Regions from separate parts of the Drosophila melanogaster genome. Here region 1 is linked to region 2. A link is a contact called in public Hi-C data. All regions are on one chromosome and are shown on one strand. The core of a region is the stretch at or near the end of the contact, and the rest is flanking DNA. Distances in the headings are between cores, read along the strand shown. Region 1 holds the start of CG1927. Region 2 holds the start of CG8001.

Region 1 (7,415 bases), core at 3,927-6,426, 210 kb before region 2:
TCAAATGCATTTTCCCAAACCCCATCCCCCTGGGCTACTTGCTTGCCGACTGTTGCAGTTCCTTGTTGCCAATTTCAAATACACGAATGTTGTGTTATTTCCGTCAAAAGAGTAATTAAACGTACAAAGCAAACGACATTTCAACACATTCGGGGGGATGGCAAGCGGGGGGCTGTAGACAAAAGCGGGGGTCTCTAGAAAAGATTGTGAAGTCTTAATAAAATATAAGGTCATTAATAAATGAATAAGAAGTAAAACTATGGAGTAGAGGAGCCAAAAGGATATAACTTATGACTTCTGCTCAATTTAAGATAGTTTGCTTGCAGAAACTAATGTAATAGCTAGACTTGAAATCGACTTTATATGATTTCAATCCGATCTTTTCGATCCGCCCTCGCTGTGGCAGCCAGTCGTTTGTCCATTTGGCTTCTCTCTGGCTTCTTAGGGCCGGCGGTCATTGCGGCTCAGTCCGGCACTCTGTGGCCTTCATGCCAGCAGAAGACAGCCAAAGAGGTCCTGCCGTAGAAGGGGGGGATTGTTGTCGACGGGGGGAGGGGAGAGGACAGGACGCAGGATGCAGGATGCAGGAAAGCGTTGTCAGTAACCTGTGAGCAAAACATTGTAAATAAAATGCAGCTGGATTGCGAAGGAAGGAGGTTGTGGAGTTCTGTGTCTGGCTTGCTGACCTGCGGCGCTTTTGTGTTAATTGCGGTTGCATTTAATTACAGTTCGTTGCAACTGGCCAGCTTTCCCGACTGCACTGCGTTTTAACCACCTCCACCCCCCGCACATTTTCCACCAAACCGAGCCAAGACCTGAGCTAAGCTTTTAATTAAAATTAAAAATATTTGGTCTACTTTGGCAGCATGACTTTGGCATGTGTTCGACTATGCAGGCCATAAGCCAACATTGTTTACTGCGTGTGTGTATTGGCCAATTGCAATAAATCTTCTAGCCACATCATCAAATGTAAATTAAGGTCGAGTTTATTGAACCACAACGAATTCGAAGTTTACTTGTACACCGCAATGATGTCCAAAATGCTAACATAGGTGCCCACCACTCCGCCAAAGATGCCAAAGCACAAAAGCAGCAGATTGATGATCAACTTTATCCGGAATGGTCCATAGCCCTCGGTGTACTGGACGCAGATCTGGAGTAGCACGGGGAAGATGAGGCCCAGGATCGAAAGGCAAAAGGAGCCAACCAGGGAGAGGAAGACCGATAGATCCGGAATGGCAACCGCGCAGCCAACTAAAAATATATAAACATATTAAAACTAGTATTTCATCAAATGTTTCTTTCCTTACAAGTGAGCAGCACGATTATGGCTCTGAAAATCAGTTCATAGAATGTCTGCCTGGTTTCCTTGAAGCGCTTGGCCAAGTATTTATCCCACAGGATGTGGGCAGTCACATAGCCCTGCAAGGCATATGAGATCCAAGTGGTGATGGCAAAGAATACCTTTACCACCTGAGCGGGTCTAAAAGGCGGAATTCAACATTAAGTGGCTAACACTTAAATAGCATTGAGAACTCACATTTCAGACTGCGGAATATTCAGTGTAATACTGCCCTCCGACTCATTGCCATATTTCCAGTAGCCAAAGAATCCGAGCAGAACATACAAGCCCAGCACTATGGACATGCCACTATTCAAAATGCCACAGGGGCCCACAAAGGATTTGGGCGTGGCCATATTCTCCTCAATTGCCAGGATCTTTTCAAAGAAGATAAATGATTAAATTGCATTATATATGATATGTTTATTATTTTTAAGACTTACCACTCCCACTGCTTCCAGAGCAAAGAGCACTGTGCCAAAGAAGGTGGGCAACTTTCCGGCGGCCACAAAAGGATCTCGTTCACTTAGGGGTGGTAGCTCCTCAAAGATGTAGTACAAAATGATGCCGAAACCTAGTTAAAAATTAAAAAGTGGAACTTAATGACTTCTTTTTAGAAAAAGTATGCAAATTAAACAAAAAACTTACCCACTAGAAGCAAAAGATTTGCTGCACTGGAAAAAGGCGCGAGTAGCTTTAAATTCTTTATGCTATATATCAGCAGGAGTGGCACAATGATGATGCACATGTGTATTCGCACATCCCAGACCACCAGATACTCATCCACCAGCTGCTTTATGCTTTCCGCTATGAAAACCACGTAGACGCAACAGATGCCGAAGTGGTAAAAGGCCAGGAAGCCATCTACAAAGGGACTGATGAAAAATAACACTATAAAATATGATTTACATACAATATATAAAACATAAAACAAGTAAGTATGCCTCATGCCTAAGTTAAATGCTAAAGCCACTAGGAAACAAATTTCACAATAGGTACTCAACACTTGGCTAAAATGTAAATTGGTAAACCTTCCGCAACTTAAGCAAGTAATTGAATAAAAAAAACCCTCAAGATATTATTGATAAGCGATGTAAACCAATTACTAAACAAACTATTGGGATGTGCCCCCATATTTTAGGGTGCTATTGTAAAGATAAAGATACAATAAATCGTAGTGAAAATCTATTGATCAACAACAAGATAAGATTTTCATTACCCAATTGAGTAATCATTAAAAAGCACTTAGAAAGTTAATCAATATATAGAGGGAAGTTATAGATAGCAGTTGTTTTGCCGAGTTACTTCACTTACACGGCAATGGGTGCCAAACAACGCAGCCAGGGTGGACCTTGTTTGAGTCCCAGATTCATGGCCTGCGAAAAGCTGACGTAGGGAACCCGCTGCCGCTTGCACAGTATGTACATGCATTTGATCTGTAAATCAAGTATATATAAGTAAGTAAGGAAATTTCTATGTGACTCCCACCAAAAACCCACCAAAATGTGCAGGCAGTAGAGGGCCAGCGATCCAATGATCAGCGTGAGAAGGGTGCCATTCACATATCCTGCGTGTGCGAAGGCACTGGGCATGGCCAGGACGCCAGTGCCCACGGAAGCCTTCAGGAAGTGGGCGAATGTCTGAAAGTTTCTGGGGAAAGTGGGGCCTGAAAATGATTCTCTGAGCTCAGCACTGTTGAAAATCTATGCTTACGTAGTGGGATTCTTCAGCTCGCGGTGCTGATGAGGATCGTAATCATCGTTACTGCCATTCGCTGATTTTGTTGGGGTCGTTAATTCCAGTGTGGTTGGGTAAACCGTCACGGTTTTTATATCGTCGCTGTTGGGGGAGCAATTAAAAGTTGTTTTTGAGGTGAATTGATTGATTGATAAATGGGTTCGGGTCGTTAAACAATAAGCGCCAAGGAGGTTCCTCGAGAAAAGATGTTGGTTCAAAATTAAAGGTCGTAAAAATATACAATTTCTTAACCGGGATTTGGTTGAGGCTAATGTTTTGTCATTTATTGTGTTTGCGCATCAGTTAGCTTATTTTTTACGATCTCGAAACCAGAAGAATACGAAGACTACTCACTTCATAGCGATAAAGTAGCGACCGAGTATTTGATAAAGCTACTTGAGCTCGCGGGCGTATAAATCTTTTATCACACGCAATTAAGTCGCCAAAGAGACAAAGATCGTTTCGTGATTGCGAATTCCCGGCCCAACCAGATTTCTTGGGGACTCAACCGAGTGCCTGGCCCACCGGACGGATACTAAATTTCGGATCCCGGTCGAAGCCGCTCAACACCTCTCGTTCGTAAACCGTGCTGATAATCTTGGAAAGATAATTGCACGATAATCAGCCGTATCAGAAGACTTCGCGGGGAACGTGGGAAACCGGAGTGCAGCAATCCGAAATGTATGCCAAAATATTATGTGCACTCTTAAGTGGAAATAATAAAACCAGAATGAAGGCCTTAACCAGTTTGCTGATCGGTTTGAACCTCCCGAAAAGTTCATCGACAATCATCAAACTCTTTATACCTAATATATTATGGCAAAAGCTTGGACATCATTGAATTCAACATTTCTAGTTAGTCGATACTTCCACACAAAGCTTACATTTTACTTTACAGAATAAAGCTTTAGGATATCAGGGCGTATACGTGATGTAGAGATGTATATTTTCAATTTTACACAGTAACCTCTGAAAATGACATCTCCTGTTTTGAGCAACAGTAAAATTTAAAAACATTTACTTTAAAACAAAAGTGCTCCCGAAAATGTCTAAGAATCCACTTCGATTGTTCATAAAACCTGTAATTCTTCGCCGCCTGTCTGATAAGCCCAAGTTGAGCAACAAGCCATCGAACACCCCTCGCCCACCAAAGGATCCACCGGATGAGGGCTACCAACCGACCAGTGTCGATCACAATGGGATCGATGTGCCGCCGTTTGTGAGACCCTCTTCCTTCCGCCAGTTCAGTGGACCGGATGAGAAGCTGGGACCAGGAGCAGGCAAAGCGCTGCCCTACAAGAACCCAACTTACTTTGGCTATCATCGATTCTCATTTATGGAACTCACGGTCACGGCTGTGGAGTTACGAGACGAACGTCGATTGGACGGAGGACTACAGGCATCCATCGAAGCCGACGAAGAATCCGAGTGTGGCGAGGCCCAACTGGAGACCATGAAGAAGCTGGAAAGCGAGTGCGATGCGATACTCTCCAACCAAGCCAAGAAAATCCAGAAGGCCAAATCTTCGGCCGAGGAGAAGTGTCTCCAGGAGATGAGTGAGGAGGAGCTAAAGGAGTGGTGCAAGAAAAAGGAGGAGGACATCAAAAAGAAGGAGCAGGAAAAGAAGGAGGCCAAGTCCTCGCCCAAGGAGAAGAAAATCCAGGACATGAGCGAGGAGGAACTGAAGGCTTGGTGCCAGAAAAAGGAAGAGGACATCAAAAAGAAGGAGCAGGAAAAGAAGGAGGCCAAGTCCTCGCCCAAGGAGAAGAAAGTCCAGGACATGAGCGAGGATGAACTGAAAGCTTGGTGCCAAAAGAAGGAAGAAGACATCAAAAAGAAGGAGCAACAAAAGAAGGAGGAAGGAAAGTGTGAAGGCGATGACAACAAAAAGGATTAAATAAAGCAGACTGCGTTACTCTTGAAAAATGAACAATATTGTTCAAAAATGTACGTTATTTGGTAGCTTAATAAATGAATTGTAGTTTAATTCCAGTATTTTTAGTGTGTTGAGCTTTGAAAAAGCTCTTTCGAAAACTGGTATATACTGGTGGCATATTAGCGGTCACACCATCCGATTTTCTCTCCCAACGAATTGAAATCAGTTGTTCGGTGTGCGTGTGTGGAAAAAGTTCGAGTTCGCCGAGAGAAGCGTGAAAATCCGATATCGAAACTACGTTTTTTTTTTAGTCATTATACCGATTGGCTATGCAAATTTAATTGCGGATCTCCCAAATCATCGAAAAGCCAACAGGTCGCCCCTCAACCAAAATAAACACAACAATCGAGCCGCAAATGAAACGGGCAAAAACAGCAAAGGCAACTGGCGAACCGCTTAACCGGTTTCGAAATATCCATCGTAGCACAGTTTCCTCGTCCATATAATATTCCGATTGCAGTGGATCAAAATATACACACACACACTCGCATATAAATTCGCAGATATACGTTGTTTGTGTGAGTTTCTGTTTGTGGTTCGCGTGAAAAATAGTTTTGACAAATAAATACAAAGCCAGACGCCGACATAACTGTGAAAATAAACCATAAGCCAGACAGCAGCCATGGGTTATTCCATTAAGGTAAGTGCCAAAAGCGGAGAGAAGTGCCAAACGGAAAAGAGAAAAGAGAGCCAGATGTACTATGAAAGCTGCGATCTGTAAACCAGTTAACCATCTTGGTTAGTTGGAAAACAAATATACATATATATATACAAAGAAGAGTGGGATCTGTAGGATTTTTTGCGGCTCATGTCGGGCTTGTAATTAAGGTGCCATAAAATGCCGGGCCAAATCCCATACTCAGTTAATTACAGACTACAGCACTAAGCCAACTGTGACTCCAGTAAGCCGAAAAGAGAACGCAATAGCCAAATTCATAAACTAAATATAGTGTAGATTATCTAGTCACATTGATTAGCTGGCCTTGTTTTTATGTTCGACCGCTTATCTGCCATTACAGTCTTTTTTTCAAAAGGGCTCACCACCGTACATAGTACATTCAGTTGACATAAGTCAACTTTGTTTATGATGGACGTCATCAAGAGGGGTGCTCAAATACATGCTTTTGACCAAAACATGAAAAGCACTGAGAAAATAAAAATCCACCCTTTTCTATGTAATGTGTTATACAACCCACGGTTAAATGTGGATTATACAGTTTATGAACTTAACAAGCGACTTGGGAACGAAACAAGTGAAGGCATTTGTCAGGCTCAAATAACAATTTACTTATCAAGCTAGCAATTGTAAGGTATTTTATTTATTTTGTCTTGCTGTTCGATAAGCGTTTTGACTTTAAAAATAATCTGAACTCGAGTGGGAGTAGCCAACTTATCATGCTACCAACTCATCATAGGTTTGCTATCTGTACTTCTATATATTTTAGGAGTAGTTATAAAGAGTTTAGTTTGCCTTGCACGTAGTTTTGGTGGTAACTTTCCCAGAAATTTGAAGATCACCATCAAGTTCAGCAAGATAATTAAATGTATTGCACTGTGCCAATATAATAATAATCTAATATGAATATACGTTTTAGTACAAATCGACAGCGATTGTGTTTAATTGCCTTCGTGATCTTGGGAACATAATGCCCACAGGTTGTCAAGCTAAGGTTCGATTAAATGTCAGTCTCTGTTTGATACAAAGTAGTTTCGATATAACTCAATAACTCAATTTATTCGATTGCCAATCAGAGATCAGGGAGATTATCAATTTAGCCCCATCAGTTTGTATTATATGTGTTCTGATCAAATCACATTGGACACGCAAACCGGTCGGTGCTTATGCAACTCAAGTTATTAGTGTCACTATGGCAAAAACAAAGGACTGTGAAATTGAGTGAAAAAGTCTGTAATTGCATGTGCAATTTACAATTTTCTGCCGTCCATAAGCATTAATTGCACCTTAATAGACTAAGGGGGCGGAGTTGCCCCCCCCCCCTCGATTTCCACGCCCTATTTTATAGAACCGATAAGAAGGCGGCGTCTGTCGATCGGCCCGACTTCCAGCCGCAACTGATAAGTGATACTTGAGTTTCTGGCTCTGTTCGCCTTCGTGGGTTTTTGGGGGTCTAGTTTTCAGTACCGAAGTAGCCATGTTCGTGGTAAGAAGTCGGGTGGGATGCATTAGTGCCTAGTAATAGTAGTGGTAATCTCAGGTGTCGCAAGCGGTTCATTATTCATACGCCCTGGTGTACGATCTGGCGATGTTATCAGAATAGGCGTACGTGATTCTATTTTCGGGATATATAAACACATTTCTGTGACTGGCGTCTGCTTCTTGTTCGTCGCCCGCCGACCTCCGATAACATTTCATAAACAATATAAATGTGGCAAAGAGAG
Region 2 (6,902 bases), core at 3,603-6,102:
CACTTAGCCGCTTCCTGGATGCCCTACCTGGAATATCTCTGGGAGAACATGGACACATTCAACACCACGCGTGAGTGTCATCCAATGCATATCTAAGCTATAAAGTCCTAAGTACCGAATCCCTTCATTGCAGCCAACTTCCGCATCTGGCTAACCGCCTATCCAACGCCACAGTTCCCGGTGACCATCCTGCAGAACGGCGTCAAAATGACCAACGAACCGCCAACCGGACTCAAGGAGAATCTGATGCGCTCCTACAACTCGGAGCCCATTAACGACTACGAGTTCTACACGGGCTGTGCCAAACAGGATCGCGCATTCACACGGCTGCTCTACGGCATTTGCTTCTTCCATGCTGTTGTCCAGGAGCGGCGCAAGTACGGTCCACTGGGTTGGAACATAGCCTACGGATTCAACGAGTCCGATCTGCAGATCTCGGTGCTGCAGCTGAGCGTAAGTTTGATATGGATATCAGTGTCTAGTGTATTTACATATGTATGTATGTCATCGTGCTCCCTTTAGATGCTGCTCAACCAGTATGACCACGTGCCCTACGACGCCATCTCGTATTTGACCAGCGAGTGCAACTACGGCGGAAGGGTCACGGACAACTGGGATCGCCGGCTAATCGTGACGATCTTGGCGGACTTTTGCAATGCCCAGGCGGTCACCGACAATCGCTATAGGTTTGCCAGCGACGATCGCTACATCCTGCCCCGAAAGACGGAGCACCGCGAGATCCTGCGGTATCTGGACGAGAACCTTCCTTCGCTGGCGCCACCCGAGGTCTACGGCCTGCATGCCAACTCCGGCATAACAAGGGATCTGCAGACGACCAAGACGCTGCTCGACTCGATGATCCTTTTACTGGGCAGCGAGGCAGCGGGATCCGCCGGCGCAGGAGTTAGTGTGGAGCAGGTAATCCTGGATACAATCAAGCAAATCGAGCGCGAAATGCCGGCTGATATGGACATCGAGGCAGCGGCAGAGAAGTACCCAGTAGACTACAATGAGTCCATGAACACAGTGGTGGTGCAGGAGATGGAACGCTTTCTCAAGTTGCAGAAGGAGATCCGTACCACCTGTCGAGATTTGGCTATGGGAATCAAGGGCATCATCGTGATGACTCCAGACCTGGAGAACGTAATGACGGCTATGAAATTCAACCGCATCCCGACCAAGTGGATGTCCAAGTCGTACCCCTGCCTGAAGCCACTTGGCTCCTACGTCCAGGATCTGTACAAGCGCCTCAACTGGCTCCACGACTGGCATCACCACGGCAAGCCACCAACCTTCTGGCTGTCTGGATTCTTCTTCACGCAGGCCTTCCTCACGGGCGCCATGCAGAACTTTGCCCGAAAGTACAAGATCCCCATCGACACGCTGACCTTTGACTACGATGTGCTCAAGGTGGAGACAAAGACTTCGCCTCCGGACGACGGGGTGTACTGCAACGGACTGTACCTGGAGGGCGCCCGCTGGGAGTGGCGAGAGAACACGCTAGTAGAGCAGTTCCCCAAGGTGCTCATCTATGCCATGCCCGTGATCTTTTTCCGACCTGTCGGGCTCGTCGATGTCGTCGAGGGCTCCCGCTACCGCTGCCCGCTCTACAAGACCGCGGAGCGCAAGGGAACGCTGTCCACGACAGGTCACTCCACAAACTACGTGGTCCCTCTGCTGTTGAACACGCATGTTAAGGCATCCCACTGGGTCAAGCGGAGCGTGGCTCTCATCTGCCAGACCAGCGACTGAGCTCTATTGGGAGCCCAAAAAAGTATTATAAAAGTATTTGACGCGAAATTATTCTCAATGAGCATTTATTAAACCTTGTTTAAAAATAAAATATGCGCACTTATGTGTTACGGTTACAAATTCACAGCTTCAGAAACGCTTTCTAACATAGTTAAAATATCGAAAATTATATAATCGCCGAGGACTGCTTTCGAAGCCCGTCTACGGCACCTCGGGGAGTGCTTACTGCGTGCGGCAGTGCAGCGTGTCCAGCGCAGCGTCGGCGTCTGCTCCCTCGTCGTTTGTGTCGTCGGAGCTGTTGCTGTTGCGCCGGTGGGAAGTCGGGTTGGAAGCATTCGAGCCGTTGCTGCGGCTGGAGCTGTTGTCCCGCATTTGATGACCTAGCGAAGACGTATGTCTCTGACGCAGATGCGATGCTCCGGAGCCCTGCAGGAAGCCGCGTATAAAGTACTGGAAATTGTTGATGTCGAGGTCAATACTCTCCACAATGTTGCACCTGAAATTGCGCTGCAGCGTCTGCTTCAGTAAATCCTCGGGGAGTTTCTGCGGAGAGTGGATTTCATTACATACATTAAGCTTGTACCCATTTTTGTGTTGACCCTACCCTTTCAGGTCCCTGTGGTGTCCAGATCTTGACGTCGTGCTCTAGTCCAGAGGTGGCCAGCACCGGCATCCAGGGATGCGGTTCCAGACAGTTGACTACGCCGACGTGGTCGCCCTTCATGTAGTTGATAATCGCCTCCGTGTTTTTATCCCAGAAGAATATATTTCCGCAGTCGCTGCCGCTTACTATATACTCCGATCTGGGTCCAAAGAAGTTCACACCCTTTATGGTGCGGCTGTTGCTGTGGGAAAGAGGAGATGATATTTGTCAGTGTCAGAACATTGGGGGAAACAGGGCTTACTTACATGTGACCCTTATAGCAGTGCAAATAGTCGCCTCTGTTGTAGTTCCGACTGTCGAACAGGTAAATACCCGCATCGCTGTATGAGGCTAGGATTTCGCTGCCGCTGTGGTTATACACAGCGCAAGTAATTTGCGTGATCTGGGCCTGGACACGAGAAGAAAACAGAGATTAGACTGCCTGGCCTGGGTCGCGGCACATGCTTACTTCGAGCAAATTCCTAGGGGCCATCTGGTGGATTGCCTTCGCTAGGTTGCGCTTGTCGTAGACGCGCAAAATGTCGTCGGATCCACTGACGCAGAACTCGGGCGCGTAAGGATGATGAGCGATGCTGAATAGGCGCACCCGGCCACGCTCATTTTCGTCGTTGTACACGCAACGCATCATCGTGGTGGCAGCGTTGCTGGCTCGCAAATCAAAGTGCTTAACAGCTGCATCCTCGCCGGCGCTCATCAGCTCGTGGCGGCTGTGGGGCACCACGATGATCTTGTGAACGGACTCGCTGTGTGTGTACAGACGGATGGGCTTTATGACGCCTCCGGAGGGCGGAATGACGGACCGGCGCACCTGGCCATCACGGCTGGAGGACACGATGTCCAAGCAGCCGGCGCTGTCAATAAACTTTGTCTGGAATATGTTCATGTTGTGGCCGGAACGAAAGCGGTGCAGCTGCTTTTCTTTCGCCCAATCCCAGACGACGATGGTGAGATCATCGGAGCCGGAGCAAATCAAGTCGCCTGCCCGATTGAAGTTCAGGGAGTTGACGCAGCCGTGGTGGACGTTTAGCGAACTGAGCAGCGTCATTTGTTCCACAACTTGGCGGGAACCGTAGTAGCCCTGGCCGAAGCTAGAGGCCGAAGTGTGGCCGCCACGCCAGTCAATCCGGTTGATTATGTTGTGCTCCCTTTGCAACAGCTCCTGATCGTAGTTCCAAGTGTATTTGGGCTTGCACTTGCACATCACCTGATTAACGGCGTAGTCTACTTTCTCGCGGTCAGCGGGGTTGATGTCCTCGTTAAACTCCACCTCGTCCTGCAAGTTCTCAACCTGTTAGCAAGGATTTATAAGAAGCTCAACTTATCCCTAAAAGCTTAATTTTGTAACCTCATGATCTACCCTTCTTACCATCACTTAAGGCTTAACAACTTACCTCTGTGGTTGTTTCATCTTCACTGGAAAGAGAATAGGGTCCCATGTCGTCGTTGGAGGAACTGTCGTCAGCGGACTCGGCTATATGCGGTTCAGGCGCATCATCGCTGTACTCTTCTGCGTGCTCGGTCCCCTCCTCCAGCTCATGTTCTTCTGAATCGCTTGTGTCCGAGTAGGAGCCCACTAGCTCTATGCTGATACGGCGATAGGAGCGCGTGGGTGGTATGTTGCGTGGATTGAAGCGGGGTGAACTGACCGCTTCGGAAGCTTCAATTGGCGTCGGTGAAGTAGGTGGATAGTCTTCGCTGTCGCTAGGCTCGATGACACCGGTGGAAGCATCTGGCTCATCAGAAGCCAGCACGGTGGAGGCTGCTTCCGGGGATAATTGATGCGCTAAATTGGAGGAGCCTGCCTGTTCTATTTCCGGCAGCTCCTCAGGTCCAACTTTATTAGCAAGATGCTCCTCGGACTGCTCGCTCTCATCCTGGAGCTGGTTTTCCTTGCCCTCCATATCGCTCTCTCCGTTATTGTTGTGAGTGACAATTGTGTCGAAGTTAATTAAAGGCTGGCTTTCGGCGACAGTGTTCTCCTCACTGGTTCCCCACGGGCGAAAAATCAATGGATTATCCAAGCCGCAGAGCATGCTCAACCCAAGACACAACACTTACCCAATCTGCGCCGCGTCTTCAGGCTCGCCATCGTTCTGGGAATCTGTGTTTCGCTTTTGGCGCTTGCAGGCGGATGCCGCTCCGCTCGCCACGGAATCCTCCACGTCCATCGCCGGTGGAGCACGTCTACAATCTCAGATCAGAATCTGCCTTCTTTCCCGCCCCGCTGGACTTTCCCTAATTTCCCGATTTTACGTTGTTTACGTCCAACTAGCAGAGATGGCACTTGCCTCACGCGCAAAAGCCCGATTGACCGATAGCTTTGGCGCGACTTATCGGCCAGTTTGAAAGTCTGTGGATGGAGTATAATCCTGCTTACGCCTAAGATGTGTGGCTTCAGCCTTTAAATACGATCAGTGACTTCCCTCCCACACGAGGCTTGGTGAACTGTAGAAATGCCTTGCTTTCAATATAAACGAAAGAAGAAAACAAACTCAAGGCATAGTAGATGTGCATTTTCTAGATTCTAGTAGGGAAGTTGGAAACTCTTTTTCTTAGAGAAACTCGTATATAGAGTATCCAAATAAGCAAGAAATTGCACCCCCATATTTGATTATACTATATTTAATGTATACTCTTAAATTATAGTTATAAATATATTTATTTTCAACAAGCATGGCAGGTCTCTTCAATGGTATTCACACTTAGCAAGCCATCTCTTCGAACCTTTTTAGTTCGTTGTTCTTCTCTGTTGGCTTTATGCTGAGCACGACTACTTCCCCGCTCCAACACCTTGGCATTTCGCCTCTTGGATGACTTCGCTGAGAGTGGCATGTGGTTGGGCCGGTGGATCGGGTTCGGCTTGAGTGGCTCCACAGAGCTGCGACGGAGCCGATTATATACGCATGAGACCGAAGACGGAGAGACGAGTTCAGTTATAAGCGAGCTGGCTTCGAGGGCGGTGCTAAGAGTTTCGTGGTCGCTAAAGCGGAAAAACAACTCCAGATCGGGTAATGAAATGAAACATGGTGCGGAGAGCCAGCGATATGAACTCGATACGCTGGGCACGTTGACGGTTCCACATATGTGCCCTATGTGCAGCTACTTACCAGGGAGCACAGTGAATGTACTTGTTTTTATGTCACCCGATGGTTTCTTAGCTCGTCTGTGAGTGTGCCTGTGTGCTGGTTAAGTGGCTTCCCACTTCCTCTGCTGCGCATGCGCAGCCGCCAAGTGCGAAAATGGCCAGCAATCCATCTGAGAGCCCATCTCCGCCCCAAGTGATGTTTGTTCTCGGGTTCGCGGCCTGGATTTTTTCCTCTACTTTTCGATTTCGATTTCGTACCCGCGTTTTTTCGACTCGCCTCTAATCTCGTGATGAACGGCGAATTCCGGTTTGCCAGGGGCAAGCTGAGCAGCAAAATCCAATAAAAAAAATAAATATGCATAAGTTTGGGGGAAAAAGGCGGAAAGTGAAACCGCTCTGAGCTTGGTTTTCCGCCCATTCCTCGGTGCGCACTTCCTATTTTCCAGGTCTCGCCACATTACCAAATCTTAAGTGCCTATTCATGCCGATTGTTATCAGACCCGAGATATCAAGGCTAACTTGTTTCGCCTCCGAAAAGATAATAAGTTACGCTCTGGAGCTGCGGGCAGCATGATTCACGGTTCTGGACGATGCAACAAGATTCGCTGGTCAGCTTCTTAAGGTCGCACTGGCGAAAGTTGAGAATCAGGTTGGACTACCCACTCGAATATGACTTGAACTGGAGGGAACAAAGCAGATTCTTTGATTACATTCGTCTTGATTTCGATTTCTGAAGTAAACGATCTGTGTGACTCACTATGCATAGTTCTTCCACAAATGTTGAAAAACTTTAACGTTTCGTTTAGCAAAACAAATGGTGCAGTGTAGTTTGTTTAGCCTCTAGAATACAAATCGATTATTATTATAAACCCAAACAACTAACGATTAGTTTGATGCACAAAAGGTGAACAAATACCTATAAATAATAAACTGCAGCTACCTTTTAGACCCAGACATTGACTTTGGAATGCCTGGCACTTTTCTGACTACATGGGTCGCTTCTTGTGCCTTTCACTTTTCCCGTTCAATTAAGACGCCAATTGAGCTGAATTGAAATTATAAATTGTCACAACAAAGTTGCACGCAAAGCACTTAACTCGATTCTTCATTCTCCATTCTCCATTCTCGATTCCGGTTCGTCTTCACCAGAAAACCAATCCGCAACAGATGACGCTGAGGAGCAGACTTAGTGGGGAAGCACCGCAGCTGTGGCTGCTCCTCCTCCTGGCCTCCACTGCGAGCAGCTTGTGGGCTTCGGTGGCCGCCAGGACAGGTGAGTCTTACGCTCGGCTTAACCACAAAGGGGTGGCTCACCGCTGATTGTCCTACGTTTTCTATTCGCAGGACCCCTGCACGACAAGGTGGTGGTTTGCTACGTTTCCACATGGGCTGTTTACCGGC

What was found. A called contact is a pair of places that touch in the nucleus more often than the background predicts.
Region 1: a contact with region 2 is called in a Hi-C map of the Kc167 cell line, with 5 times the contacts expected there. The contact joins the promoter of CG1927 here to the promoter of CG8001 in region 2. A contact is called at or near these places in 11 of 107 Hi-C or Micro-C datasets (the Kc167 cell line, the PNm cell line, embryo and 5 more).

The regions. Positions count from the first base shown.
Region 1 is chr3L:1,967,840-1,975,254 of dm6, reverse strand. It overlaps CG1927, which reads left to right and starts at 5,176. Exons shown (of 3, transcript NM_139427.4): 1 at 5,176-5,655. The coding sequence starts at 5,638. It overlaps CG11815, which reads left to right and starts at 4,055. Exons shown (of 1, transcript NM_139428.3): 1 at 4,055-5,064. The coding sequence starts at 4,125. The coding sequence ends at 4,976. It overlaps acs (arcus), which reads right to left and starts at 3,617. Exons shown (of 9, transcript NM_139429.2): 1 at 3,434-3,617; 2 at 3,056-3,181; 3 at 2,842-2,992; 4 at 2,657-2,778; 5 at 1,991-2,217; 6 at 1,786-1,916; 7 at 1,541-1,719; 8 at 1,311-1,483; 9 at 970-1,254. The coding sequence starts at 3,438. The coding sequence ends at 1,013.
Region 2 is chr3L:1,754,109-1,761,010 of dm6, reverse strand. CG8001 reads right to left here and starts at 4,852. Exons shown (of 6, transcript NM_139400.2): 1 at 4,475-4,852; 2 at 3,808-4,399; 3 at 2,865-3,704; 4 at 2,662-2,804; 5 at 2,357-2,597; 6 at 1,803-2,295. The coding sequence starts at 4,584. The coding sequence ends at 1,975. Cht2 (Chitinase 2) reads left to right here and starts at 5,077. Exons shown (of 5, transcript NM_001274353.1): 1 at 5,077-5,424; 2 at 6,651-6,774; 3 at 6,846-6,902. The coding sequence starts at 6,669. Dhc62B (Dynein heavy chain at 62B) reads left to right here. Exons shown (of 9, transcript NM_206236.3): 7 at 1-70; 8 at 134-453; 9 at 523-1,839. The coding sequence ends at 1,752.